Regions from separate parts of the Sus scrofa genome. Here region 1 is linked to region 2. A link is a contact called in public promoter capture Hi-C data. All regions are on one chromosome and are shown on one strand. Each heading gives the region's core, a stretch centred on a gene start, on an enhancer-like site or on the middle of the called end of the contact. The rest is flanking DNA. Distances are from core to core; before and after follow the strand shown.

Region 1 (3,747 bases), core at 558-3,057, 270 kb before region 2:
CCTCAGTCTCTTGAAGGTCCCCCAAGGCTCAGAAGCTGGTCAGGGCAACTGCCAGGAGCCAGGTCATCAGGAACTGCATGCGAGGCCTCATCCTGCCCACCTCCCTGCATTCTGCCAGGCTCAGGCTCACAGCTCACTCCGTCAAGCATCTCCAGTCAACCGTTCCCCCAACCTACCACGCAGATGAGGTAGATGCCCAGGAAGACCTGGCCGGTGGACTGAAGGGAACGGCTGCGGGGTTTCCGACGGTACAGCTCCCCGGCGCCGCTGGCCAGCACAAGAAAGCCGCCGATGATGGCAACTGTGCGCGAGTACATGCGGACCTAGGCCGAGGCGAGGGGACCCCAGTCAGGAACTGAAGCCACCACAGGTCTGCTGGCTGCCCGCAGCGCAGAACTGCCTGCCCATCTCGAAGCATCCCACTCCACGTGATGAACCCTCTTAGCATTTCCAAGTGTGGTGGGCAGGTAGAGCAGAGATAGATAACTCTTTTTATCAGAAGTGAAAAGTGAGGCCCTGAAGGGTTAATAAAGTCGTCCAAGGTCCTACACAAAGTAAGCGGCAGAACCCAGATGCCAAGCATTGCCCCCCCTCCCCACCCCAGTTCTGCTCCCTTGAATCCCAGTGTTCTTTCTGGTGTACAGTATAGTCTGTTCCACAAAGTAACCACTGATCTCACTGTCCTGCAGCTATTCACACATCTGCCTCCCCTACTGGACTGACAGTCCATTCCTTGAGGGTAGTGCCTTAGTCCAGGCTTTTCTCCAAGCATGTAGTGCCTAGCACAGGTTCTGGCATTTACAGGCTTAAATGCTGCCCTAGGATTAATTAAATTTCATAAAATCAGATGGTCAGATCAGATATTTCAAAGGTCCTTTTTGTCCTATGAGTCTGAGATAACAGACTACATCCTAAACCAAGGATTTAAATGTAAATGTAATGCCAACTGTGGTGTAACTTTGGGAAAGTCTGTTTCCCACCTCTGGACCTCAGTTTCCACACTTTGAAAGGCAGGCTTGTGTGGTCTCTAAATCCTTCTGTTCTGCGATCTGTGATAATCTCTACAAGCCTGGGGTTCCGCCTTCTCAGGCTTCACCCAACTGTGCCGGGCACTGGCTCCTCGTCATCCCAGCGAGGTCCCATCTAGGGCCGAGGTGCTCACCTTCAGCCAGTCCCCGTAGTGGACGTAGCCCCCGATGTAGGCGGCGTAGGTGCTAACGGCCAGCTGGAGTGCGGCTCCCAGCGCGAACCAGCGCCGCTTCACTCCAAAGGACATGAAGCTAGCGCACAGCACGGCCGCCCCCATGTCGAAGTACAGGTAGGGCACTGGGATGTCGGGCTTCCTGTGAGCCGGGAGGTGGGAAGGAACAAGGACAGAATGAAGCAAAGAATGAAGCGGGAAGAGCCTCGGGACACCCTGAGCTCCCGCAAGCTCCACTGCTTCCCCAAACCAGAGCCCCCCTCATGGCTAGGACCCCGCACTACCCTCGCTACCCACCTTGCTCCAGACCAGAGTCCCTAACAAGTTTGAGGCCCCAAATCCCCCCCAGTACAAGCGTCCCAACTTTCTGGGCCCCGACTTCTTCCCCACCTCACCGCACCCCCGTTCCTGAGACGGGCCGGACAGCCCCCACCACGTTCAGCGACCGCGCGGAGCCGCTCACCGGCGCGCCTCGGCCCTCTCAGCGTACAGCATGAGCTGGCTGAAGCAGCCCCAGAAGGGGCAGCGTGTGAGCAACACGGAACCCAGCTGCATGATCAGCTGCAGCATCCACCGTCGCGAACCCATCTTCGACGCCATCTTGAAGAAGGGCAGTCCGCCGCGGCCTCACCCCGGCCAGGGAGGTGGGTGAGGGCAATGCAACGCGCAACTTCCGGGCCTCGCGAGGGTTTTTTTTCCCCTTCCGTCGGGAAACAAAGCTCTCTTTCTCTAGTTCTGGACCGAGGGAAGTGTTCTAGCTGCGGGGTTCAGCCTTAACTTCTGCCCACTGAGGCTTAAGGGCCCCTTCGTGTAGCTGTAAAATTGAAAATTAGAGTAGAAAAAGGAACAGTAAACGAACTAACTTTTGAATGCATCTAAACCTGGGCTCCAACCCTATCGCCTTACACTTCACAAGATATATCTGGGAAAGGGGGACAGTGCTGGTCCTAGCACATGGCGGGTTCAATAGTGTACACACACACACACAACCCCCACACCAGAGGAAACCCTCTGCTTCTGCTTAAGTTCAAAGTAGGAGGGTCTTCTAAGAGCCACTCCTGAGAAGTCTGGCCCTGGTCTGCACTTCTGCTGTCCCCTGAGAGAAGAGAGCGCGCTGATGTGGACATGAGACATCTCAATCAGTGTGTTTTTCTCCAGCTCGGTGCTCCCACTCTAGCCCAAACCACCACCTTTTGTCAGTTTAACTGCAGTAGGCTTCCACCGGTCTTCCCCACTTCTTTGTTTTCAGCTCCTCGGTGTTTTGCTTTTTCTTTTTTCCTCTTTCTAGGGCCACACCCAGCAGCATACGGAATTTCCTGGGCCAGGGGTGCTGCGCCCGCTTTTGCAGAAACACCAGGTCCTTAACCTACTAGGCCACAGGGGGAACGCCTCGGCTCGCCCATTTTATGTTCTCATAACCATCAGGCACCCTTCCTTTGATTCACTTGATATATTGGCAATTATATACTTGTGATTTTTTTGTTTGTTAATGACTAGATTAACACTAGATTGTGAGCTCCATGAGGGCAAGGATAACATCTCCTTTTTTTACTATTATATCCTCAGGGCCTAGGAAGATGCATTCATGAATTGTGTGCTGCATAGATAAATAAACACAAGGTGTTACCACTACGTTTTGTCTCAGTAATTATGTGTTGAATAAATAAGCAAAAGTTCTGGGCACTCTGGGATTGCCACCACAACGCTACCCCTACCTATCTTCCTCCACCCCCACCCTGCAACATATAAATTCATCTTCTAATACTGAAGTTAAGACTACAAGTACTTCCATTAGGCCTTTTAATTTGGGAAATCTGTTTCCATTTCCCTGGGGGTAGTGAAGGGAAGAGGGCTGGTGTCCAAATAACATTTCTGACAATGTGAATTTAAAATTCACCATCATGGGAGTTCCTGCTGTGGCACGGTGGGTTAAACTCAGGCATTGCCACAGCTGTGATGCAGGTCACAGCTTCGGCTTGGATTTGATCCCTGGCCCAAAGAACTTCCAAGGGTGCAGCCAAAAAAGAAAAAAAAAAAAAAATATATATATATATATATAATTTATATGTAACATATAAACTATTATATCATGAAACTATATTTATATTTGCTTGTGTTCTAATTATATGATCATATTATGATTTTATTGTATGTTATATTTATATTTATATTAATATAACATAAAATAAAGTTTCCAATCAGCCAGTGAAAGCTAGACAACAAAACACCTTTTCACATCTAGTTTTCTTACAGTCACTAGAATACGGGATTCCCTTGTGGCTCAGCAGGTTAAAGACCCAGTGTTGTCCTGCTGCAGTGACACAAGTTCGATCCCTGACTCAGAAACTTCCATTTGCCACAGGTACTACCGAAACAAAACAAAACAAACTCACTAGGATGCCTGGGTATATCAGAAAGAATGCTGAGAAAGAGATCTACCCATGCAGAAAGCTAGGGAATGAGAGTGTGTGATCGCTGGGATTGGGGTCGGGATAGGAGTGGGAAATCTCCAGGCACTGAGAATGAAAAGACTGGGTTAAAAGTCG
Region 2 (3,481 bases), core at 96-2,595:
GCATAAAGATGCACAGGAAGGGGAACGAGTGTGCAGAGTAGTCTTGACGTTCAGTAGGAGCCTTACTGAACCTCTGGGCCCTCTCCAGTCCCAGGAAGAGCACCACTGTCACACAATTCTTCAGCCCTGCCACCTCCTCCCTACCCAGACCCCTACCACCCCGGATCTTGGTTGGTTGTCCCCCAACCCCAGCCTCACCCTCGGCTCAAGCTCTCCCTCCACTCGGCACCACCAAACACTGTCCTTCCCCCAAGGCCCAGCACCAGGCTTTCTCTGAGCCTCTCCTCTCTCTCGGGGTACTTCCCGTTGCCCATCTCTGCCCAGGCCAGGGCTTCTGGGCACCAAGCAGTCTAGCTTCTGCTGCTGGCAAATCTGTCCTATGTGGTACACTTGAAAAAGCAGCATATCAATTCCTGGGAGGCAGGGACCACTGAAATTAGGAAGCCACTTTGGCTACGCACCCACCTCCAGCCCAGCCGGGTGCCACACCCCCAGCAGTTCCTCAAGTCCACTACATTGAACTTGGCCCTCGATCCCTGCTCAAGGCTGCCCCTGCCATCTGGTTTCCTGATGCTTCTCCCAACACCACCCCCCCCCCGGCCATTTCTCCAACCCCTCCCCACCTGCCACCTAAAATCCTCCAAGACTCAGCTCAAAACTCAGCCCTCAGGTTGGAATGAAATCTCTTCTTCCCTGCCCAGAACCAACCTACTTCCTTTCCCTTCCACGCACCTAGAGCATCTGGCACAGGTAAGGTAAGGACTTCGTACCTTAAATCAGATTTAACCTGAGCCTGTCTCCCCTTCTCCAACCCCCACCGCACCCTTGCTGGGAGCACCTTAAGGAAAGGGCCTGCCTGAGAGCTGTTCATCTTTGCCCTCACAACTCTCCTTCAACCCCCTTTGGGGCCTGGCTGCCCAGCATTAAATCCGAGTTGACTGAACAGAATAGAAACAGGATGCACAAATGTTCCAAGACCAGAAGCCGACGGCCTGCGAAAGCTCTGGAAGCACGCTCTAACCGAGAGCTCCCTTGGATGTTAATATCTCAGGAGTCGGCGGGCGAGGCGGACACTCGAAGCCTGGCAGAGTCGGCCAGGGCGTCACATGATTCTCCAATCACATGATCCCTGGAAATGGGGGGGTTGGGGTGAAAGAGGAAGGGAGGGAGGAGAGTGAAATGAGTAGGAAAGAAGCACAGGATTCCAGGTTGGCCCCGCCTTTATGTCGACGAGTAGCCAATGGGAGCGTGACAGTCCAGATACCTGGCCAATGGAAACTGAGGTGGGCGGGCCATCGCGCCGAGGGGCCCTACTTGGTGAGCTGCCGGACAGCTGCTGCCCAGAGCTGACCGCGACGCAGGTAAGAGGGGTGGCCTCGGAGCGCTCCCGCTTGCTCCTTCCCAGGGGCCCGGCCAAGGGGACGTGGAGACTTGAGGGTCCTCAGGAGTTTCAGAGAGGAGACACGAAAAGACTCCCTTAGAGAAACTCCCATGCACTGGAGGGAGTTTTATGGGGAGGGGGAGTAAACAGTAATTGCAGTGACTCCCATTAGAAGGGGCCCTCTCCTTCTCCAGCAACCCCGGAAGCTGCAGCCCCTTCCCCTAAAGCAGGGACCACTCTGTTCTTGAGCTGACTCCGCCCCCGTTGGCAGGTGCTGGTGGTGGTTTGGTAGGGGGTGTCTGCTGTGGCTGGGAGCAGACGAGGCGCCAGCCGGTGGTCCCCGACCTCAAAGGGCTGGGAGTAGGGCTTGAGACCGTGGCCTCCTCAAAGGCCGTAGGGACTTGGGAGTGGTGATTGAACCCCTGGGTTGCATCTGGCTTTTCTTTACTTCCTCTCGTGGCGGGTGGGAAAAGCTAACTTCCGCCTCTCCCCGTCACTTTTCCCCGGCTCTCCGCAGCTGGGTTGGTTCACCTTTTGAGAAGCTCTCTCCTGGCACTTGGAGTTGGGGGCTGCCACCTAGTGGAAGATGACGGAGCTTAGGGGCCTGAAGAGGCTCCTGATCTCCCTCTCTGCTGGCGGTGTGCGGTGGTGGTGGCACCGTGGGAACCCTACTGAGAGGAGTCGGGTCCCCTCCCCCCTCCCTTGTCCTGAGTGTGCGTGCGCGTGCATGCATGTGTGTTCGGTCGGCGCATGCATAACCTCAGGATGCCCAGGAAGGGAAATGTGCATAAATGAATCACTAGGGTGCTGAGTGGTCCTTGGTGTGTGCAGACAGGCCCTCCCTCCAGCCTGAGTCAGGCCAGCAGGACAAGTCTGAGGAGGCTTGAGGCTGGACTCCCAAGAAGCAGGTGGAGCCAGGTGTAGATGCCTTGCAGGGAGCTGCGGGCATTGGAGAAGAGCGTGAAAGGGCCACAGGCCAGGACTGGGCTTCTTCAGCCTTACCCGGCCAGGAGACGGCCTCGTGGAGGTGGTCTTTGAGCTGAGAGGGGCCACCGAGGAAAGCCAGGTGAGGGAGAGAGGATTGTGCAAACCCCTGCTGCTCGTAGTGTGCAGTGTATACACACAGAGAGACTCACGGGCAACCAAGGCCCAGAGACAGGGAGCGACTGTGGCGGCTGTCACAGACTAGGGGCCGCGTGTGGTAAGTATCCAGGCAGCCCCTACACTCTCTGTTCCTGTCCTGCCTGGTCCACCAGCCCAGGAAGTGCTTTTGTCCCACTTCTCAGTTTGGACCCCAGGCCTCTACCCTCCTGGGGTCTGGGGTCCTTTCCCAGGTACTGTCCACGGTGCCGCTTGTGAAATGAACTTAGGTCGAATAATATACTCTGGAGCCATCAAAGCCTGTGGTGTGACCTGGGCAGGTTATTTAACACCTCTACACCCCAGCATCCTCCTTTGAAAAGTAAAGGTAGGGAGGTCCTGTTGTGGCTCAGCGGGTTACAAACCCGACTAGTATCCATGAGGGTGCAGGTTCAATCCCTGGTCTCTCTCAGTGGGTTAAGGATATGGTGTCGCCGTGAGCTGTGTCGCAGCTTGGAGCCTAAGTTGCTGTGGCTGTGGTGTAGGCTGGCAGCTGCAGCTCCAATTCAGCCCCTAGCCTGGGAACGTCCATATGCCACAGGTGTGGCCCTAAAAAGCAAAAAAAAGAAAAAAAAATAATAAAGATAATAATGACTCCTTTAGATGGTAAAGAAATACCATAGCATGTTGTAACTGGCTCCTAAGAGGCTCGAGAGACATGACTGATTTTGCCTCTCTAGGCAGAGTCGCATCTTCCAGGCCTGCCCCACAAGGCTGGCCGAGCTTGGGGGAAGAGTTGTTTAGGAAGTGAGAGGCTGCGCTCCTTCAGAAACCGGGGCTTGGTTCCTTTTTCTGATTCAGATCGGCACCGGGTGGGCAGCCCTGGGCTGTCTCCACCTGCAGCCGGGTTTCGGCTCCAGGGTGGGGAGAGGCAGGGGAAGGGAGGGTGGTATGTCTGCACATTCTGAAATGGCCTGGTGGTACTAGGGGGCCCTTACAACACCGGGGTCCCAAAGGTTG

What was found. Promoter capture Hi-C pulls out the DNA fragments that hold promoters and counts their contacts.
Region 1: a promoter capture Hi-C map of liver shows a contact between it and region 2, with 3 times the contacts expected there. The contact joins the promoter of TMEM101 here to the promoter of GRN in region 2. A contact is called at or near these places in 2 of 5 promoter capture datasets (fetal liver and liver), 1 of 47 Hi-C or Micro-C datasets (embryonic fibroblasts) and 1 of 2 datasets of contacts at active chromatin or transcription factors (alveolar macrophages).

Annotation. Positions count from the first base shown.
Region 1 is chr12:19,163,693-19,167,439 of Sscrofa11.1, reverse strand. TMEM101 (transmembrane protein 101) reads right to left here and starts at 1,807. Exons shown (of 4, transcript NM_001244685.1): 1 at 1,665-1,807; 2 at 1,163-1,343; 3 at 177-323. The coding sequence starts at 1,801.
Region 2 is chr12:18,898,308-18,901,788 of Sscrofa11.1, reverse strand. GRN (granulin precursor) reads left to right here and starts at 1,345. Exons shown (of 13, transcript NM_001044578.1): 1 at 1,345-1,361.